Linked DNA regions of Cricetulus griseus: region 1 is linked to region 2. The links are chromatin contacts, called in public Hi-C maps. All regions are on one chromosome and are shown on one strand. The core of a region is the stretch at or near the end of the contact, and the rest is flanking DNA. Distances in the headings are between cores, read along the strand shown. Region 1 holds the start of Actr3 (actin-related protein 3). Region 2 has its middle 23 kb from the start of Slc35f5.

Region 1 (5,152 bases), core at 861-3,360, 84 kb after region 2:
CAGTGAAATACTGAGCTGTCTTTTGGACATGACATCGACCTTGCAGTCCTGACACAGCAGTCATGAAGATCAAGCCAAGATCCGCTAGCATTCTACCAAGTTGAACTGATTAGATCCAGTGGGTTACAAAAAATAAATGGAAAAGAAAAAAAAGGAGAGAGGCCATGAAGGGAGGAGGAGATTATGTTAGGGTACCCAGGGGAACTGAAGAGAGTGTTCAGGGTAAATTTGATCAAGATACATTGTTTATTGTCTCACTGCAATGAACATTTGCAAGCAAAGCTGATAGGACAAAAAGGGTATATTGTGTGACACACCCAAGTCCCCAATGCCACTAAGATGAATGAAGAGGTCTTGGAGAGGTAGGAAAGATGGAGGATCTAAGTGAGTTTTATTTTTTTGTAGTTGTTTGGTTAGTTGGTTTGATTTGGTTTGGTTTTAATGTTTTTTAAGTTTTCTTTTGTGGGGGGATGCTGCAAAAGTGAAGGATGGGTATGGAGGGACTGGGAAATGAGAGGAACTGGGGTGCCTGATGTGAAATTCCCAAAGAATCAATAAAGAAATCATGTTATAAAAAATTAAGTAAATAAAAGAGACAAAAAAGACACATTGTTTGCATGTATGGAGTTGTTAAAGAATAAATAAAAGCCTGTTGCGAAGGAAAGCTATTAACTTTCCAGGTTCCTGGTTTTGACAAAGTAAATGCTCAGGTTCTACTGCACACTGTCTTTGCAGAATCCCCTGGAGATGTGACCCAGCAGCGTACTTTCAGCTTTCTATGTTACTCTGATGCATTCACGTTTTAAAACTATTGTTTTTTAAGTCCATAACATAAAACACACATATCTTTTGTCTTTTTCGTTCCACCACAAAAAAGTTGTTATCATGCTAACAGTACTACAGAAGGAAGTTCATCAATACCACAACCCAAATACAGGCCACTTGCACCATTTATTATGTAGAACACAACCTCTGGGACGCTGGCCTTTCTCAAAGGCCCAAGAGAATCTTACGACTCTTGTAGGAAGTCTATCATCAGCCCAAAACCCAAATAAGGGTCATTTGTGCAGGCTATGTAGAACATAACCTCTGGGAAGCTTGCTTTTTAATTTTTATTGTTTTACACTTACTCATGGGCGGGAGAAGGACTTGAAAAAATCAAAGAACAACATTCAGGGGTCTTTTCATTTGTCCCTGTGCGTCCCCAGGGATCATACTAGGTCTAGTGGCAAGCGCCATGTCGCTGGTCCAGTGCTTGCCTCCCTTGAAGACACTCTCTAGAATCCCAAGGGGATTTTTTTTTTTTTTTTTTTTTGGTGAACCTGTGCAGAGTATATTAAATAGACCTCTTGGACGCTTGCCTTTCTTAAAAGCACAGGCCCACCATCTTGGGGTGCTTGTAACCTACAAAGTAGTATTATAAGTGACATAAGTCTCAGGACACAAACCTTTGTTCATCCCTTTCCTGACTGCTCATTAAGATGTGCTACAGCGATAAAGAGGGCATGCTGCTGACCACATTTCCAATTAGCCCCTCTCCCCCGCAGTAGAGGAAAGCTTCTGCTCATTCTTCAAGCTAGCAGAGAATGAACACACCCACACACCCACCACCACCACCAAAAGGCAGCTTCAGAACTCGAAACTCAGCCTGACTTCTGGGCTTTCACCGGACGGAAAATGCGAAGTGGAGTTTTCGCAAGAAGTCAGAACCGGGGTCGCGGAATACGGCTGCACGCCACCGCGCATGTGCTACCGCTTCAGAAAAAAAAAAACAAAAAAACAAAAAAAACCTTGAAGCTCAACTTGGGTTCTGGATTTCTAGCCACCTGAAAACCCGAAGTGGAGTGTTTGGATGTCCGGAGAGAAGCCGAGGCCGCGCGGCCGCACACCACGGCGCATGCGCACTCGCCCCTCCCACCCGGAACCGGAAGTAGGAGCGATCGCGGCCTGGGGCCTGGCCTGGCCGGGGCGTCGGCAGCGGCGGCCATCTTGGCTACCCGCGGAAAGGCAGTGTTGAGGGGAAGAAGTTGTAGGGTGGGGGCGGGAGTGAGGAGGAGGAGGGCCGAGAGCGCGGAGGGGTGGAGGAGGAGGCCACGGCGGGGCAGGGCGGGGACAGCCTGCCGGCCGGCCAGCCTGCCGGGCTTGCGGAAGTACTATCCTGCTGCTCACTCGCTACTGCACGGGCTCCCCACAGCTCCCTCCCTTCCTCCCTCAGGACCGAGGGCGGCCCAGGCCAGTGCATGGTCAGCTAGCTCCCGTCTCCAAACCCGGCGTCTAGCAGCACGGAACGGACGGCGGCGGCGGGCGAGGAGGAAGATGGCGGGACGGCTGCCGGCCTGTGTGGTGGACTGTGGCACGGGGTACGGAGGGTCTTCTGGGTGGGGAAACTGAGCCTGGGGACAGCCCGGAGGAGGGAGATGAATGGGGTGAGCCTGCCAGACTGGCAAGGGGTGGTGCCGGGAGCCTCCCTGGTCGGATCGTCTCAATCTCTTGGGACGAAGATCTTTTCAGGCCCTTCCCTCCAGAGAAGGCCGTCCGGCCCACCTGGTGTTCCCCTTCTCTCCCTTTCCTGCCTGCGATCTTGGGGACTCACGGGGGACCGCCAGACATAGGATCAAGGAAAAAAAGAGAAGCGCCCCTTGCAGGTTTTGCAAGATCGTTGTGACAACCCTCAATCTCTAGGGCGTGTGGGTGGGGAGAGGGACGAACCGGGCTGTGAAAATGGAAAGCTAGAATGGGGGCTTTTGCAGGGGACCCACGCGCCGCCTATTTTCTACCCCACACCCGGTCTTAGCCATCTCCCACTACCCAGTGAACCAAGTCACATTCCAGTTCCAGCGAGGAGGATCTCATGGGGTTATTGCTCTTGCCTCAAAAAAAGTCCCTTAGTGAGCAAGCGCGCTGCAACTTCCTTAGTTTTGTCAAAGCCGCTTCCTGCTTTCCGTCTTTTATAGCCTTATAAGGTAGTTTTTCGTCTCTAACGTTAACACGTCTTATTAGAACTTTCAAAATTAAGCAGGTTGCAAAAAGAGTGGATTATGAGTGCTAGGTATCAGTGTGTTTGAATTAAAAAAAAATGTTCTTGTGCCCACGGAGGGAAGCCGAGAGGGAAGAGAAGGGACGCACCCTGGAAACTAAACTAAGCGTTTACGTTCGTTTTGTGACAGTATATTGAAAGCCGAAAGGAGGCATCGAGGTATAAAGGAATGTGTTTGATTTAAAGCAATTGTTTCTGATGGTCGTGTGGTTGATTAAATTGGCTTTAAAGTGGTAGTTTTTGTATTAATGGAATTTTTAGGGAGTTACAACTTGCTCTGTGTAGTCACTTAGAAGACTTTAGTTTTGATGTTCTGGGTTGAAATACTTTGTGGAGGAAGACGCCTGTTCTGATCTCTAATCCTCAGATACATCAGTGGTTTTGAGGACAGTTGCCAGCCTTTTTCATCCTATTCACTATACCACACTAATTTAAAAGATGCCTTCCCCTACACTAGTCTGTGCAAATCCCTCCAATCTTAAGTCTCCTGCCTTTATTTCTAACATGCTGCCCAGACAGCCGGAAACAACGGATATCTTAATATTTTTTTTTCTTGGAAAACACTAGCTTAGTCTTGGAATTTCTATGTATTTTCTTAGTTGACAAACTATTAAAGTTAGATTTTCTTCCAATCCAGTCTCATTCCCCTGAAGTCTTTATATATGCATATTTAAGTTTATCCTTCCAAAGTTTAATTAGTGAATAGATGGATGTCAGGGACATTTTTAAAATTAGAATTGGCCAGAGTGAATAGGACTTTTCAAGTATCTTGTATTGAAGTTGCAGATACTTCATGCTTTAGAAATCATTGTCAGTAAAACATGTAGTCAATGACCACCTTATAAATAATGCTGGACAGCTTAAGTAGGATGTTTCTTTTTATGTATTTATTTCCCTCTTTTGAAATGCAGTTTTGGTTATTTTTGAATGAGTAGTATTGGGTAGGTCATTGAACTAAGCTGTCCCTAAATGACTTTTTTTTCCTCCTGAAAGGGTAACCTTGAATTAAGAGCACACTCCACTCCAAGTAACCAGGAGGAGTGGTACAATTTCTGTGTAGGCAATTTCTGTCTAATATCTCAATTACTAAGTCATTACATTGCTGCATTGATCTCCCTTTACAAGGAGAAGTTAGCTGGACATTCGTTTATGATTAAGGATAGAACTGATTAAAGTCATCTTCTCTATTCAGTATTTTTTCCTTTGATCACAACCTGAATTTTGCTTCTCGAAAGGATTTTTGTGTGGTATCCCTCTACCCCCAGCCCCCAAATTGAGTATTAAATATTAGTTTAGAAAGTCATACCTTGAGTTTTATTAGGAAAGTCCTCTCCCAGTGCAGGATAATTAGCATGTGCAAGAATGACTAACAGGGACTTTTACATCTAAGTAACTTCCACAAATGTAAAAGGTGCACATTTAGTTTGTGTTCCTCCCATCCCCCATGTTTTCGATATTACTTTCACCTCTTAGGTCTCTGTCATTACTCTTATAGAGTAAGTGAAACACTTAAGGTTACCCATCCCATCTCATTAGGCAAAAAGTGGTAGTCTGTTAAACTTGATGGTGGTCTTAGAAGCTGTAAGAGTTAGGACATATGAAGTTTAATTCCAGAACTTTAAATTAGGAATCCTCAGCATAATTCATCATTATGACCCAGGTTCAAGTCACGAAGTACTTTTCAAATGCCTAGAGAATTAAGAAATAAATAATGGCCGGGCAGTGGTGGCACACGCCTTTAATCCCAACACTCGGGAGGCAGAGGCAGGCAGATCTCTGTGAGTTCGAGACCATCCTGGTCTATAAGAGCTAGTTCCAGGACAGCCTCCAAAGCCACGGAGAAACCCTGTCTCCAAAAAAAAAAAAAGAAAGAAAGGAAGGAAGGAAGGAAGGAAGGAAGGAAGGAAGGAAGAAAGAAATACTTCCTTCGGAGCCATACCATGTCAACATACCTTTCTGGTCTGTATTGGCAAAGTATTGTAGAATAAATTCCTGCTCAGAAAGCTGGTTGCTTCAAAACACAATGTAGGGAGGGCTTGACAGTGTAGCTTAGGGTAGAATGCCTCAGCATGCACAAGACCCTGTTTCAAACCCCAGTCAAACAGACTGAGGGGC
Region 2 (4,918 bases), core at 139-2,638:
TTATGACATGGAATGAACAAATATCTGATTGCTTAACCAGAGTTGGAATAGACATTATGCTAAGACATTGATTCCAGTTGTGTGTGAATATGTGTGTCCACATGTACCCATGCATGTATGCACGTGTGGAATGAATTAACATGAAAATCATACATCTGACATTTTATAGTTTTCAAACTTACAAATAAATTTGGAAAAACATTGATCTGAAGTGTTGTGTCTTCCCTGAAATGAATGATTATTCCATGGGTTAAATGAACTAGCCAAGCCTGATTTCTATTTCCCATCCTAGAAACACACTTACTGGCCATATAAAACTGGAGTTCCAAATTCCAAGTGTCTCATTTACCTAAACTTTCAAGTTAAGGGCAAAATCATGATGGTTAGTACAAATTGTCAAGTTGACAAATCTAGAATCACATGGAGATAAGCCTCCAGATGTGTCTGTGAGGGAGTTTCTAGATTTGGTTAACTCAAGTGGGAAAACCCACCGTAACTATAGGCAAGACCATCCATGGGCTGAGGTCGTGGATTGAATAAAGTGAGAAAGTGGGCCGAATACCAGCATTTATCTCTCTCTGCTCCCTGATAGTTGATGCAGTGAGACCAGCTGCCTCACGCTACTGCAATCAGGCCTTCCCTGTCACAGTGGACTGTACCCTTGAAGTGAGCCTAAATAAAACAAACTCCTTCCTCAATATGCTTTTATCTGCAAGTTTGGTTTGGCAATAAGAAAAGTAACTAATAACAAAATAAACACTCTTGAGCCTGTCTGCAAGCAGGATTCAACTTGCCCTTCGTCTCTAATATCTTTAGGTGATAATGAAGTTTACATGCAGGTACCCAATAGGGCCTGTTTCTCTCCCCTGGCTGCTCAGCTAATGTAATTCTGATTTCAGATATGGTATGCAATCTGAGTCACAGACTTGGCATCTTTAATTTTCATGGTGAATCTTGTCAGCTCATACCATTCCAACAACAACAACCCTCCCTTAGAAAAGCAGCCTGTTAATTATAGTAAATGAATAATGTGAGGTTATTCAAACTATGCATATAGGCATAAGAATACTTAAGAAAGTCCCCAGGAAATATTCAGCACACACACACACACACACACACACACACACACACACACACACACACACAGTCATTTGCCAAGTAGTGTCTCTCTTAGAACATAAACCAAAATTGGAATAGTTATTAATATAATATATTTTATATTTTAGGTTAAAATATATGCTAAGGTATAACCCGTGGTGTGTGACCACAGCAGATCACACAAGTCTAGCAAAGCAGTGAGTTTGTTGGGGTTACTTACAGGAGTATAGGTGAAGGGTTACTCCCAGAGGTTGGATGACTCAAAGGCAGCCACATCCAACCCCAGCATGGGTGATGATTCATAAAAGCTGCATCTCTGAACCTATAGTCCAACTTGCTACAGGTAGCTCCACAAGTGCAAGAGTCATCTTCCTAGCAATTCTAAAATGGCTTTATAACCCAGGGAAAGAACCTTGAGAATCTTGTAGGTTTAAGGAACATCCTGAGATTTGCAGGTTGCTTACTCCCTCAGCCTTGTATGTGCTGCTTACTTCTGTGGAGATGGACTGTTTCCATTCAAAGAAACCGTGGCATCACTCATTGTAGTTTAGATGCCATGTCTTAGTATTCCATCAACTGAGTTTGTAAGAACTTGGAATCCAAACTAACTGGAAAGGAGGACAAACCACACTGTTCAAGCCCTTTAACCACAGCATAGAACCTAGATAGCATTTTAGGTAAGCAATAACTTGCCCAAAGTTATCCATTTCATCAACCCAGGGTGAAGCTGAAAGCAGTGGCCTCCCGATCTCTCACCCAACAGCCCCCTTTCTTATTCCTCTCCACTTCTTCCCTTAGATTCTTCTGTACACTACTTTAGTAAGGACTCAGTTATTCATTCTTAATGCATTCATCAAAAACCCACTCAGTGGAGCTGGGGACAAGGCTTAGTGGGTAAAATACATACTCTAGCATTTTACCTGGGTTCCATCTCTAGCACTGCACAAGCTGGATGTGGCAGCATATACTTGTACACTCAGCACTCAGGAGACAGAGTGAGGAGGATCTGAAGTATTATCCTGGGCTACATAGCCTGCTGGAGACTAGCTGGGACAACTGAGAGAAATAGGGAAGAGGGGGAGAAGAAACAAGAGGGGAAGGGAAGGAGGGGAAGCAAATTAAAAATAACCATTGAATTCTTACTATTTTTCAGGTTATTTTCTGTGAAAGAGTCCTGTTTTCATGAAATTTGTTTTAGTCTGGGGGAGGGGATGGTAACAAGAGAATGAATTACTAATGGACAGTAAATTGAAGATCTTCCAAAGACAGTACATAATGGAGCAGGACTTCAGGGTTGGGGTAATAGGAAGTGTTGGGTGGCATTTCACCTCTCTAAGCAGATGACGTATGTGGGTAGAGTATGAAAGTTCCCATCCATCCAGACCATCCCTTCCACTTCAGGTATCTAAGCACACCCCAAGAGTAGAAAGCATTAAGAAGACTTGGTATCTCACCTCCTCTGGGTGTGTCCAACTCCATGAGTGGAAGGACTTAAGGATGGAAATGACATCACAGACCAAGGAATTTCTTAAATGTTCTGGAGCCACAGTTACCTTTGTGATTTTATTTACTATATTTTAAAACTCCAAATAAGAAAGAGGTTTGCAAAACAAACAAATACCTCACAACAGTCCACCCATATTGTTACATTCTGTTTTCATTTTGAAGCCAATAATAGCAAGCTTTCCTAAAAAGGGGAAAATATTTAATTAATTAATTAGTTTATTTATTTATTTTGGCAGAGTCTCATGTAGCCCAAGCTGCCCTCCATCTCAGTAAGTATCTGGGGATGACCTTGAACTTGTGATCTACCTTCCTCCATCTCCCAAATGCTGGAATTACAGGTATGTACACTCTATGCCTGTTTTATGTGGTGCTGGGATCAAACCCAGACTTTTAGTCATACTAAGTAAGCACTCTACAAACTGAGCTAAATCTTCAGCCCAAATAAATTGTGATATGGGATAATTTGTCTTACCTCAATGTGTGTGCACAAAGGCAGACTTTAATAACACTTTTCACCCCTTAGAGTTTTAAATTTACTACATCAAACTAGGATGGAATGTATCTGTTCTGTTTATTCAAACCCCACTCAACGTGAGAAGGAAGCCACTGTAAGAAGTTTGATACATGGAAAGGTGCATATATTTCAAAATGTACCCTCAGAAGAATTTACATTGTCAGTGTTTCTTTTACAAGCCAGAAAAAGATACATTGTATCTAGAAAGAAAACTACAGGGGAAAGCAGAATGATGAAAAACTAGCTTTCTTTCCCCTTGTCTCCCAAGATACCTACTGTGATGGTCAATAAGGCAAAAGTATGCTGGGAAATTCTAATGAGCCTGGGCAAAAGCCAAATGCCCAATGATGATTTCTGAGTGTGCCTGCAGGATCTGCAGCAACCTCCTCCTGCCTCTGTTTTACAGAGGTGGATAACAATTCCTGTGTAGTGGCCTTGACTACAGACTCCACACACAAAGGTGCATCTCTAACCTCATCACCTGTCCAAAGATCACCCAGAGCAATAAGATTTTACAGCTGTAATTCCACTCTCAGGAGCCTGGAAGGGGTGCTGAGTTTGGGGGGCCCAGTTATTGGAAATAGGGATAGCTTACATCTCTAGTTATTCCTACTTCTGTCTTCAGAGCTGGGCTTACAGTCTGGGAGAGTTCCGAACCCCAGAACCTGTGTAAGTGGGAAGAGAAAAGTGATTCCACAAAGATGACCTCCAACTACCATATGCATTTGTGGAATGCATGTTCTCTCTCTCTCTCTCTCTCTCTCTCTCTCTCTCTCTCTCTCTCTCTCATACACATACACACACAAAACTTTATAAACAGGGCATACATGTATAATTGTAGTGGCAGTGTAATAAGTTTTGACAAATTTATTCTAATAATTCTATTGAGTTATTCCTTTAGAAGAGTGAAGATATTGTAAGCAACAGTCTCAGAATACACACTAACATTGTTACAGCAGTTCCCAGGGCACCTGTTGAAATGTGGTCCTAGGGAAGTTTTGGTTGGTTTGTTTGTGAGACTGGGTCTCCCATAGCTGGGCCTAGCACCAAAGTCACTAGGTAGCTGAGATGACCTAGAAATTATGATTCCCCCACCTCCTACTCTCAAACACTGGGATTACAGGCATGCACCACTATGCTCAGTTTATGCAGCGGCAGGGATGGTCCCAGGGCTGCATTCAGGCTGAGCAAGCACTCTACTGACTGAGTACCATCCCTAGCTCCTTAGCTAGAGAGGTAAAAAATTAACACTGCAGTTCATACATAGTTTGAACTCATCAAAAAGCATAGTGAGTGTTCCAGGTGGTTTTGTTAGGAATGATGAGACCCTGAAGGGAAGTGCATTCAAGTGAGGTCTTGAGTGTAACTGATGGGATGAAAACAGTCACCAGAATGAGTGGCTTGTTCCAGGGGTCACCCTGGACTCTGGCTCCTTTCATTTGGGGATAGTTTTAGATTTATGGGATAGTTACAAAGATAGAATAGGGAATTTCTTGTACTTCCTTTCCCAATATCCCCTGTTGCTGGCATCACGTGGTATCAATTAATGGTTAAAATTAAGAAGTCAGCATTAGTGGACTGGGGGAGCATCTGAGTTGATAGAGAGCTTGCCTGACAGGCAAGAAACAAAGCCCTTTTTACTTTTTCTACCCTCAGCATCACAGTAACTGTAAGAGTGAGATGGTACAAAAGCTTGTAATCCAAGCACTCAGGAGGTGGAGGCAGGAGGATCATGAGTTCAAGATCAGCTACATAAGATATCTGAGGTTAGCTTGGGATATCTGAGAACAAGAGATGGAG

What was found. A called contact is a pair of places that touch in the nucleus more often than the background predicts.
Region 1: a Hi-C map of the CHO-K1 cell line shows a contact between it and region 2, with 3 times the contacts expected there. The contact joins the promoter of Actr3 here to the enhancer-like site in region 2. A contact is called at or near these places in 2 of 8 Hi-C or Micro-C datasets (the CHO-K1 cell line and fibroblasts).

What each region holds. Positions count from the first base shown.
Region 1 is chr5:63,320,396-63,325,547 of CriGri-PICRH-1.0, forward strand. Actr3 (actin-related protein 3) reads left to right here and starts at 2,111. Exons shown (of 12, transcript XM_027417777.2): 1 at 2,111-2,360. The coding sequence starts at 2,317.
Region 2 is chr5:63,236,898-63,241,815 of CriGri-PICRH-1.0, forward strand. No RefSeq gene overlaps it. Among named protein-coding and RNA genes, the nearest start is that of Slc35f5, 23 kb to the left of the region's middle. Within about 2 kb of position 1,389, at least 2 of the 6 cell types and tissues checked have open chromatin away from gene starts, as enhancers often do. A contact at or near this core is called in the CHO-K1 cell line and fibroblasts, where this site is marked.